Linked DNA regions of Mus musculus: regions 1 and 2 are each linked to region 3. A link is a contact called in public Hi-C and HiCAR-type data. All regions are on one chromosome and are shown on one strand. The core of a region is the stretch at or near the end of the contact, and the rest is flanking DNA. Distances in the headings are between cores, read along the strand shown. Region 1 has its middle 80 kb from the start of 1700019E08Rik. Region 2 overlaps Arhgap15 (Rho GTPase activating protein 15). Region 3 has its middle 29 kb from the start of Gtdc1.

Evidence for each region. Hi-C and Micro-C count contacts between places; a contact is called where the count stands out from the background. HiCAR-type assays count read pairs that join an accessible place to other places.
Region 1: a contact with region 3 is called in a HiCAR-type map of fibro-adipogenic progenitors, with 4 times the contacts expected there. The contact joins two enhancer-like sites.
Region 2: a Hi-C map of muscle stem cells shows a contact between it and region 3, with 2.2 times the contacts expected there. The contact joins two enhancer-like sites. A contact is called at or near these places in 2 of 484 Hi-C or Micro-C datasets (both in muscle stem cells) and 1 of 115 datasets of contacts at active chromatin or transcription factors (fibro-adipogenic progenitors).

Annotation. Positions count from the first base shown.
Region 1 is chr2:45,774,399-45,778,461 of GRCm38.p6, reverse strand. No RefSeq gene overlaps it. Among named protein-coding and RNA genes, the nearest start is that of 1700019E08Rik, 80 kb to the right of the region's middle. Within about 2 kb of position 1,256, at least 72 of the 459 cell types and tissues checked have an H3K27ac peak or open chromatin away from gene starts, as enhancers often do. A contact at or near this core is called in fibro-adipogenic progenitors, where this site is marked.
Region 2 is chr2:44,141,322-44,145,120 of GRCm38.p6, reverse strand. It overlaps Arhgap15 (Rho GTPase activating protein 15), which reads right to left. Exons shown (of 14, transcript NM_153820.3): 10 at 2,773-2,871. Among named protein-coding and RNA genes, the nearest start is that of Arhgap15os, 78 kb to the right of the region's middle. Within about 2 kb of position 2,305, at least 8 of the 459 cell types and tissues checked have an H3K27ac peak or open chromatin away from gene starts, as enhancers often do. A contact at or near this core is called in muscle stem cells, where this site is marked.
Region 3 is chr2:44,954,617-44,958,468 of GRCm38.p6, reverse strand. No RefSeq gene overlaps it. Among named protein-coding and RNA genes, the nearest start is that of Gtdc1, 29 kb to the right of the region's middle. Within about 2 kb of position 2,013, at least 95 of the 459 cell types and tissues checked have an H3K27ac peak or open chromatin away from gene starts, as enhancers often do. A contact at or near this core is called in fibro-adipogenic progenitors and muscle stem cells, where this site is marked.

The DNA of each region.
Region 1 (4,063 bases), core at 7-2,506, 820 kb before region 3:
CAGGCACCGATTCAAAGCTTGAGGTCAATGAAAGTTTAAAATCTTTCTAAATTTTTAAATTATATTGAATGGGCCACCTGCTGCCCCATTTAGGCACCGGCCAGTGAAAGATGCTCAGAGTCCAAGCGCCACTAGATAAGCAAGTGGTAACGAGATGGGGGAGAAAGAAGCAGAGTAGACCGTGTACTACTATGAAGAGACAGAACTCGAGACTCACAGCAGTGAGGGACAGCCTTATAAGAGAGGCCTGTGTTGCCACTTGAGGCCAGGGTGATGACCGGTCCCTTCTGCAGCAAAGGACCATGTCTGGGTCTCTAGCTCTGGTGTAGGTGTTTACGTGTCTGTGGTCGATGTTATCACCAAAGACCATGAAGACATATGTCCTCTGAGCTGCCGCCTGAAGCCATGTTGATGTCCCAGGGCCTTTCTGAGCTGGCCCTACTCCTTGATTGCTATAGCACACAGGAAAGCCCTTCTGCCTGAGCAGCACCGAAGAGCTAGCCCTGATGGCATAAGCGTGGAAGAGCTGGCGAGTTTAGGAGAGCTGGCGCTGGTGGTATGGCCACCAGAGAGAGGGGGTAGGTTGGCAAACTCATTTACTAGCCAGGCCCAAATCTAGGGCTCCAACATCTACTGCCGGATCTATGTGCTACTGGAGAGCGTGAAGGCAGAACCAAACCTGCAGGATCTCCATGACACAGGGCAACAAGATATATGAGAGAAGTCCTGGTGAGGATCAACCTGTATTGATGGTGCAGCCAGAGGCCTCGAACCAGACCAATGACTCATTGTAATGAGCATTAGCAAGTAAAGCTGTTTGGGCGAAGGGGTGTGGCACACTGTGACTCACGGCAGATTCCATGGCAAAACTTTGCTTTGTTTTGTTTTGTTTTCTTCCCCATGGGAAGGACGAAGGGGGGGGTGATATTGCAAAGGTGGAGGGTGGATATAGAAGGCCTGGGAAATGAGTGGCATTTGGGTGCACGATGTGAAATTCATAAAGAATCAATAATAGTTATGAGACTAAAACACCAAAATATTGTTATTTTAAAGTATATGCGTGTGTAGGAACGTATGTGCTCCAGTGTGTATGTACTCGCACGCGTTGTGTATGTGTCCATGGGGGACAAAAGTGTAAGGGTTTAGGGTTCTCTGAAGTTCTATTTAAAACTGACTGAGTCACCAGATGTGGACACTGGGAACCCAGTTTCAGTCTTCAGTGTGGTACATGCTCTTAATCAATGAGAGAGCTCTTAAGACAGCCCAGTTCTTGACTTCTCATCCTGACTCATCTTTTAGCTCCCACAATAAAGGTTACAGAGCACAATGCACGCAAATTCTAAAAAGGACACTTTGCTTTAGAGATGCAGAAGGTTGGCAAGGCCTGCCACATTCCCACAGCTTCTGTCATTCAGGTGAACCTCAGAAACTCAATGACAACACTCCCTGATTTGGGCAAGCCTGCAGAGGGCAGGATTCCAGCTGGCTGGGATCTCCGACTGGAGGCAACACGGGGACGGACCCGCCTTTGTGAAATGAAACGGGTTGCAAGGGAACAAAGTGACGCAGATTCCTGTGTTCAATGACCGTATGGTTTTCATTATCTTGTTCTCAAGGAAGAATTCATCCAAAGAACAACCAAATGAAAGCAATGTGTACTCTGTGTCAACCCATCCTTGGATGAATGTGCCACATTTGCTCCATTATCTTGGCGGTGATTGTCTAAAGGTGGAGACGCGGGGCGGTAAAGACAAAGCAAAAACACCGAGGAGCAATGGTGGTGGGGGTAAGAGGAAAGAAACACTCTGGTGTCTTATTATGTAGCTTCCCACACTCAACAAAGCTGTAATTCATCCTGCAGGTGCAAACACTGCTGGCTTGCTCACAGGCTCTTGACGGATGGGCCGGATGCGTGATTCTTACCCCAGATGCTCTTTGGAACAGCAGCTATGAGATAGGCGACTATGTGCACCTGAATCAGCACATTCACTGAAGGGTTTTATCTCATTCCTGATTTCACAAACAGTTCTGTACATAGGGCAACAAGCATTTGGCAAAAGGCTGTTATCTTTCTTTTAATGCAGAAAAATGATCAATCTACACATCTCTAGAGTCATTTCTTTATGGTTGTCTCTGAGGTAACCCTGGTATTAATGCCCTGATTACCCAGAGGCACATTAGTGAACCATTATCAGACTACAGGGAAATATTATATTCTCTTGTGATTCCTACATGATTTTCAAGAATTTGGCATTTTCTACAATAAACTAGGGGGTTCAAGCCATTTGAATTGATAGGCTATTCAAAATAACAAAGGCCATGTGACCTGAAGCTCCCCACTCCTGCTCATTAACTGCCACCAGCTTTAAGGATTTTAAGATTTGAAAGAAAACCAAGTCTTTCAGGTTGAAGTTTCACTGACTCTTGGCAAAATCTAACTTCCTGGTTAAAAGGAAAAAAAAAAGTTTATGAAAAAGCTCACAAGGGTTCTTAGACATCAAATGGGTCTTACGAAACCACATTTTGATGAGCTAAGTGTAAATGAATCAGAAACACATGGATTAAATTTCCCTTGAAATACACATGGGCTTGGAAATTAAGGAAAAAGTGTTTAGCCAAATGTGTTTTGGGTTTTCGTGAACTGAAAACATTTGAAAAAAAAAGTTGAAGTATTTGCTAAATTCTAATATGCTGTTGTGTTTGCTCAACCTTTCTCCAAATCAATTAAGTTTCCACGAGGCTCCCTCCGTTCCCTTGTGGTTTGTCTTGTCACCTCTGTCCTGACACTTTATAGGCCAAACTAAATTTCCATTAAAAAAAAATAGTGTGTTGCTCATCTACTTAAAAATGAGGTAGCTATTAAAACACACGGAGAGTCAGAGACATTAAGGCGTGGAAAGCACCCATTAGGTCACGCATTCTGTCCTAAGGGTTGGAGCACAGGCACTCACAAGTCTCTGGTGCTTTCTCCACCACAGTTTTAAATATCTCAAATGACAGGACTTCTCCTTATCCCTTGGGAGAATATTGTGCATCCTAATAGATTTTACCATTAGGAACTGTGATGCAGTATGCGAGGGGGCGTACTGGGAAGGCAGGATGGGTACTTAACCCTTTCACCACTCTGTTACCTGCCCTGTGCCCTGAGATTTGCAGCAGTGTTCTGGTGCTAATGAATGAAGACGATACAGAGTTTTCATTAAAACCAGGCAAGCAAGCAAGCAAACAAACAAAATGGTCCTTGCCTATAGAAAGATTTACTATACATTGCGTTGCCACACAAATTTCTACAGTGAGCCTCCATCTTACAATAGAGCTAGGACATGCTAAGTATCCACTCTCTTGGTTTTATCTGCCCTGTTACTTGAAAAATTCACAATACTGGAAATCTTAGGATGTTTTCCTGAACAGGAAATGCTGTCTAACTGACACTAGCCAACTCCTAAAAACACAGGGTACCTGTTCACATCTTTTATTTTGTATCTTTTATTTTGTATTTTCTCCCAAAACACCCTTGCTCAGCCTCCAATGTCTTTTCCTTAACTAGCAAGCAAAAGCATTTGCCTTTTTTTTTTTTTTTTTTTTTTTTCTGCTCAGGTAAGTAGACTGTAAGGATACATCTATCTGTCTTTCTAGACAGACAGAAAAGCCTAGCTTTCAATATAACTAACACATTTTCAAAGGTCTTCTGGCAGAGTTTACATGAATTTGCTCTCATTCTTGTTCTACTTACAAATGAGGTCTAAGGCACATAATGACTTACATGGCCTGTCATACTGCTACTACGCTGACCTTTTCAAGATTCTGCATTGTGAGCAGCTGACAGGCATTACCTCTTCCAAGCCAGTTATTTCAACCTATAAAATGGAGCCAATGAAGTGGTAGAGGATCTAGGATTGGGAATGGGAAAACAGCACTCTGTTTCTGGTTTCTCTTTCTGTGCTCTCTTACCGGTTTGTTAGGTTTGCATGATTCTACAAACCGAGGTTTTGTTTGTTTGTTTCTATGTGAGAATTTTTCTGTTTCAGGCAGTCTCCTATGTTAACCTGTTCCTCTGTCCTAC
Region 2 (3,799 bases), core at 1,056-3,555, 810 kb after region 3:
CTGTATCAAATAAGTCAATTGCCAGTTGGTTTACAAAGCTTTCTTAACCATTTTTTTTTAAAGTTATGTACAAACGTGTGGAAAATTTAAATGTAACTCATGTCACTTAACTGATGGTGAATGAAGAATACACTTCCTGCTAGTTACTGGGTAGAACTTTCAGGGTGACCTCAAGTGCCTAAATTTGGTTTGTTGAGATTCAAGCAGCAAGAAAACTGAGAGGGGGCTGAAACACTTTTGAGACTGTCTGCCCTGTCATGCTTCAGTTCATAAATAAGAAGCATTTAAAAAATACAGCTTGAGTTTTATAGATTCCTTAAAGAAAAGAATCACAAAGGGAAAAAGAGAATGGAACCAACCCCCCTTTGTAACAGCCAGTGTGACACATCATGAGCACAGAGGCCATTTCCCCAGAACTGGGAGAGTGAACACAACTTTCATTAAATGAGTCTTTCCTAGAACAAACCCATAAGCATTTCCCATGACTGTGCAGTTGAGATTTTTGGCTGGAGGAGCATCTGGCCATTAGAAAGAGCACTCTAGACATGCTGAGCCCCAGCCATGTCGAGATACTTGGCACTTTCTTCAGCTACTTCCTAGTACCAACCCTGCATCAAATGTCATCAGAAGCCTGCATAAATATTGGATTTAGATTCATATAAATTATTTCTGTCCTGAGGCGCAATATGCCAAAATTTAGTAAAAACAACACTTTGAGTAAACAGAATTGGTGGATAAATGTAAGAGCATTAATCCAACAAAACGATCATAGAAAAACATAATCAAGTGTACACACTCATAAATCCTACACTGATGTAAGACCTTTATCTTGCACCTATGACTTTTTATTGAACATATCTGGAGTTCCTTTAAGCTAACACTGCCAAAGTGCTTTGAATTGTCAGTTGCTTTGCAGAATTATAAAGTGTCTCTGAGTTTCATTAGAATGCTCAGGAATTATTTTAATAATCATATGTGCGATTAGCAGCTGTTTAGTGCTGGATCTACAAATTCATTTTGAGAGTAAACATTGGAACAATAAAATATAATGCTGTCATGATTGCCCCTGTCAGCAGAAATATCATCTTACTTTATTAAAAATCACCATGAAAATGCCAGGCACAGATACAATTCCTATTTATAGACATTTTCTATTCTATGATATTATGAAATCTGTGCACTGCAAAGCTACATTTAACAGGGATTTTCATTTTGCCTTAGGTAGGCTCACAAATCAGGAGATATAAGCTCTTCTTCCTGTGTGCATACATCTTACTATATACGGCTTCTCCCAATGGCCTATTTGGATTTTTGATCTAATATAATAATGTTCATACCGTTGGTTCTCAGTATTTAAAAGTGAATGAAGATTTCTTGGAAATCATGGTAGTTTCGCTATTGGAAATAATAACAATCTTCTCACTGATCCATTTTGACTCTAAGTATTTATTAAATAATATTTACTCCTAAGATAGGTACCTATAAATTAAATGAAATTGCAACATGCAATAAAAACACAGTTCTCTCTAAATTCCAATCAGCTTCATTCCTCATAGACGCTTCTCCTGGAGCTTATTCTACAGTAACTGTTTCCTGCTCTCTGGCCCCTCAGCACTTCTCCTTGTTGTCGATGTGCTTTTCTGACAGTCACTATCTTTATCTGTGTCCCTACCCACCCCTTCTCCTCTTGTTATTCTTTCATTCCCTACTGATATGGGAATAATAGGATCCCAAAGCTGTCCTTACTGTATAATTAAAGTATGAATTTCTAGGAGTTAGAAATTGCATGCCGTTTTTATTATGCTTCTATAATAAAGCCAGGTAACACCGAGAGAATTAAAATGGACTTTTCTGAGCAGAACACTTGAAGATTTTTCCCCCTCTTTGGTTGTATTGTTTTAAGAAATAGGTGTTGAAAATAAGAATAGGTTCAGCTATTCCTTTCCTCTGCAAACACCTCTATCTTTCACTTGATATATATCCCCCTAGATCCTGGAAATATGTTGTAAACTTGTAACAGATGGTGATGAAGCTTCACATTTTTTATTTAATACATTTTTTTTTAAGATTCTGCATTTACAGTGTGTATCTTCCAGGAAAAATGACCTTGAATGAATGAAGTCATAGTTCGAAGGAAAAACACTCCGCAGATAAACTAGCCTAGAAATGATGAGTCAATTGGGGTTTGTTTTGTTCTCTTCAGTGAGATGAAATAATTTCAGATGAAAAACAGAATGGTGAAACAGAGGAGTCAAAGGTCATTCTAACAGTGGAGGTGTATCTGCTAATTGTTCCAGGAAACACAGTTAGCTGGACTCTGTACTGAACAGAACCATGTAGAAGATGGCGTATCGCTGTCTGTGAGTAGAAACGCTGTTTACTTCACTTGGGTGATGCTGGGGGCTTCCCAAAAAATTGTTCTGGCACATCTACCAGCATGAATGTGAGAGGGTTCTAACACTGTGAGTGCTGATATTTTATGAATGTTTTACCACTGGCTTGGAAACAAGAAGTTTGCAATTGATTCAACAGTATGTCAGACAGACAAAATATTAAACGGGAGAGAAAAAAAAAAAACACGGAACATTAGTGAGAATTGCTAATGTCCCCATTGTAAAAGCAAACTGAAGTTAATAAGAAACCTGATCCTCTTAACCGATTAATGAAAGTCAAGTTTTAATTGCGTGGCTTCCCAGAGAAATCAAGTGGTTCCGTGAACTTGAGCCCTAGCTGTTCAGAGGACTCAGCAATGCTGCACATTCAGTCACCCACCTCTTTTTTCAACAGCTTCAATGCATTGCTTTACAAACCATGGAACTGTGGAATGTTCTCGTTCACACACTGTGTGCAGATGAGAGCCAAAAATTTGATCTGCAAACGAAACAAAGATGAGCTTCATTAAAATCCAAGCCTGCGTTGTTCTTAATTCGATTCTACTTCCATAGCCAATACCGAGATCTTCATCTTGCATAGAAATTGATTTTTGCTTTAATTTCAAAGTGTCTATGGCAGATGTATAAAGACTGTGTGTCCCTTCTCTGTGGAATAGAATCTTGATCTCCCGGTAAGAAAAATAACATGGTCCTTGATCAGGCACGGGTAACGAGTGAGTTACAGTCTTTAAGGGACTGAACTCTGTTGCCTCTGAAATTATGCAGAGGAGCTGAGGTAGCTCCCATGGAATAATTAAGCTTAGTGCATCTGGAATCTTGCATGTTTTAGAAGTTTATCAGCAGTTATCAAGAATGCAGTTTGTCCAGTTTATTTAAGGCATTCATTCTGGAAGGGTATTTGATAAGGTAGAGAGCAGCAAGGGAAGTACTACAAAGTATTGCTTAGTGTTTCTCCTGCCTTGAATACCCACCCTCTTGTCAGATTTAAGTATCTCTTGTCAGAAAGTATCTTTCTGACAAATGCAGCTCAGAACTTCCCTATGTCATCTTCATTAGACTCCCAGCATAGCGGTTTCTCTGCTTGTTCAACAGATACAGCAGGAAACAGGGCTCATGTTCAAAATGGCCAGCAACATCAAATTAAACAAAGTTAAACTGAATTTAAGACAGGATTTAAAGTGTTTTTATTTGTTTGAGCTATGCCATATGTGAGTTTCTATAAGAGGATGGTAGAGATAATAGTTCTCAGACTCATTTTTTAAGATCCATTTGTTTCAGAGGGCATCTCTCTGAACTAACGCTGAACTGGGCTCTGAGATCACAACGCTGAACTGGGCCCTTGCCTTTAATTTAGAGTAAGACAGATAATTTTTGAGCAGCATTTTTGTATTTATGATTATGGGATA
Region 3 (3,852 bases), core at 764-3,263:
TGTAAGTAGGCAAATGATGATTAATGTGTAATACATCCTGCCTTCTCTTCTGCTAGGCCCAAGCTTAAGCCTTGGTGTGGAGAGAAGGAGTTTTAATGTTATAGATGAATTCTAAGGACAGCCTCATTATTGTTAGCTAGAAGAAATGAACATTTATTGAGTCAAGCCTAAACTTACTTATGTTTCATATGCCATTCTCCCATTCAATAAATATTTATTAAATGTCTACTGTCTACTAAACTCTGAGAATATTAAAAATAATATTCATATTCTTTTGTTTGTTTGAGACAGGGTTTCTCTGTGTAGCCTGGCTGACCTGGAACTCACTCTGTAGACCAGGCTGGCCTCGAACTCAGAAATCTGCCTGCCTCTGCCTCCCAAGTGCTGGAATTAAAGGCGTGTGCCATCACTGCCCAGCAATATTTCATATTCTTACATCTGAAAAAAAGGTATCCTCTGGCTCCCTAATCCAAGTGATTTGAACTCATGATAGCCAAAAAGTGCTGTTATCCACTATTATTTTGAAAATGATGAAATAGAGTCAACCAAAGGTCAGAAGTTGTGTGGTATTTACACTCAAGTCCAAAAGAATTCAAGCTCCATTCTTCTATAGGCTTTGTGATACTGAATAAAAATGTGCTTGCAGTCTCTGGATGGAGTGTGATAGTAGAAACAGAAATGCCAGTAAACCATTCAATGTCAAAGCCTCATTATACATAGCTTGGAAGTTGTTTTCTGTCCTATGTGTTACTTTCTGTGTGTCTAGTGCTTACATAAAACAGCCTACAAATAAGCATCAACATTCATTGGTGGTGGCTTTCAGAGAAGCTTCGACAAAGCAAGCCATAACATTTAGACACCAATTTAGAAAGTATGGGTAATCTTCAACAGTAAGTTAGTCATTGGTCCTTGAAAGTCAATCAGACTTAGAGCTTTAGAGCACCTTTCTTCCCCAGAGGATTCTTAGGACTACCTCCAATCCTCTATGCATAACAGCTGACACTATACCAAGCCAAGCATACACCATGGGGACACTTCAAATAGTTAGCCTGGGCCTGGGCTAAAGGCCAAGACCACTGGAAACTCCCCTCTAAGCTGTGCATTTTTAGGTTGTGGTCATCTTTGGGACTTTCCCCCAAAACTTCTCTATCAGTGTAGAAGTTTGATGGTACCATTTTCAGGCCAGAATACAGGTTATGAGGTTAAAGTGACTATTAAAAAAGTTGCTTTACATCTTGATTTCTCTATTCTTAAATCCTTCCTCATTTTTAACTATTTTCTCATTTGCATATTCTTAAATCGCTGTCTATTTGCATGCTGAAGTCTTCTTGTAAATGCGTTTGCTTTCCCTCAAAATGATGCACTCAACATTTCCTGACAGTCTATGTCCCATAGAATTCTAGGTACTTTTGGTTTATTATAACTACAAGTAAAGAGAAAGTTTGCAAATAGCATCTGACAGGCTTCTAAAGTCATAAAAGTTACAAACTAAATGCTTTGTCAAACACAATGATGTGATTCATGTCTCTAGCAAGCTGTTTCTCCATTAAAAAGCTGGACTATATACATATACATACAGAGAAATGTATTCAGAAACAATACATCTTAGATATTTAAGCTCTTGTTAGTAGAAGCACTAGATGACTGGATTTTATTTATTGCTCAGTTTAATAAAGTTTTAGGCCTTGGAAATGACTCCAAGAATGTTATACTTTTAGGGAGAAGAAAAAGATCCTCATTGGCAGTAGGCTATGAAACTATCTAAGCTATTTAAACCGTTTTATTTTTCCACATAGACCTACTGCTTCTACATGTACCAGAAGACTAAAAGTCTATTCAGAATTGTTGGTTGCAAGCTATCTGTGACCCAGATACTGTTTGGATTTGCATGAGACATTTCCAAAGCAGCCTGGGAAAACCCACAAATTCAAAGCAGCCTCTTTATCCTCACCCCATTTCTGCTGAGTCCAAGAACCTTATTTCACTTCCTGCATGGTAGGCATTTTTTAGGGACTATGTAAGCCATGACATCTGCACAGCTTTCTGAGTCACTGTCGTGAGATGATACATGCTTGGGTGTAGGACAGCTGCTTGGTTCCCAGAGAAAACAAACAAACACAGCACTGCGAGGAACTCAAGTTTTGCTAAAAAACAATGAGAGTGTACCCGTCCAGATTTTTTATTTATTTGGCTTTTAAGTTCCCAAATGACAGCTCCCAAGCCTGAGAAGATGTCTTAAATGAAGCTTTTGCTTCTGGTCCTGATTCTAGGCACATTCTAGACTTTGTGGACAAACTGGCCAGGCTGAACACTCTGGAAGTTTCACACACACATAGCTCTAATTGTGGGAGAGCAATGAAGCACTATTCATAGAAACAGACCCCTATTTGAGATAACTAGAACACCAATTTCACCACTAAAATTGTCCACCCCCCCCCCCAAAAAAAGAGGGGGGTAGGGCATTAAAAGTTCCATTTTGTGTACTACCCAATGGCATGGTAGTTTCTCAGTTGTGAAGTAGAATAAAACAGAACCATTTCCCTCTCAGAACTTCAAGGTAGAATACATGGTGAGAATCAGATAAGAATATGAAAGTCCAGGTAGTATCTCATAAAATTATAAATATATGGGTATTTCAAAGGTAAACGAGTAAAGTACCATGTTAAGTCTCCTATTGGAGAAACCCTTTTTTACAAATGTGGGGACCACTGTGCCCCAAGTGTTATCACTTCTTTCAGTATCATTCCTTGGTGAGTAAAAGTGTACTTATTAGATAAGGAAGAGAGGTACCTGTGTACAGGGTAATAAGAATGAGATAATCTAACGTCGAGAAAACGGGTAGAAAACCGTGGGTAACACTCACGACCAAATGCTTCTACAAATGATTCCTGACCATAGTGAGCTTCTCCTGAGGCATGGAAAGACACAAATAAGAGGTCAAAAGAATGGAGCTGCATTGCAGGGGTTTGAATAATGCTCAATAGCTATCTTGGAATAAGTAAGTTATGGGCTTCCTGAATCTCAGTTTTAATCAAAAGAATAAGGAATTTGGCATAATTTCCTCCTCTACCCCTCTTAATCCTACAACTCAAAGACAAAATTCTATTGTACCTTTCCAAAATTAATATTTAAAGTATACATATACACATGTATACACACACAGGACATAGGTGTATGAATACATACATGTGACTACCTCACATTTTTTTTAAAACAGAAATGAGATTATGCTATGGATTTTTGTTTTTTGGCAACATACATTGTCATTACTTATAGAGCATGAAGATGTTTCTCTAGCAAATCTAGAAGATTTATTTCTTGTTTAACTGCCAGCTCTTTAGTATTTCGTTGTATGAAGGGCCTATAATGTATTTTGGCAGACCCTTGTTGAAAGACATTTAGTTGTTTGTAACTTTTTGCTATTACAAAAATTGTCACAGTGAACCTTCTAACATCATTTAAATCTTCAGTGTTTGGCACAGTATACGTCAATCTTTCTGGAACTCCTGAAGTATTGCCACAAAGCCCCGGGGTTTCAGGAAGTGCAGTTTGAAAATCACTAAACAAGATGATCTTATATTTTCTTTCCTCTCAATTTGCTTCTGTCTGATAGTGTTTCTTACTATTTCTTGAGAGTTGCATTTAAGGAAATGTGCTTGGTCTCTCAAAGCAGATGAATTTGAGGCTTCTTGTTTGTTTGTTTGTTTGTTTGTTTTCCCACATCTTGTGTGCATTCCTCAAGGCCTAGAATAGTATTTAGTGAGATAAGAAGCACTCCATAAGCACATATTGAATGGCAACTAGAAACAAATTGGGTTGGAGAGATAATGCTAAGCTGTAAATGCTTTTCTG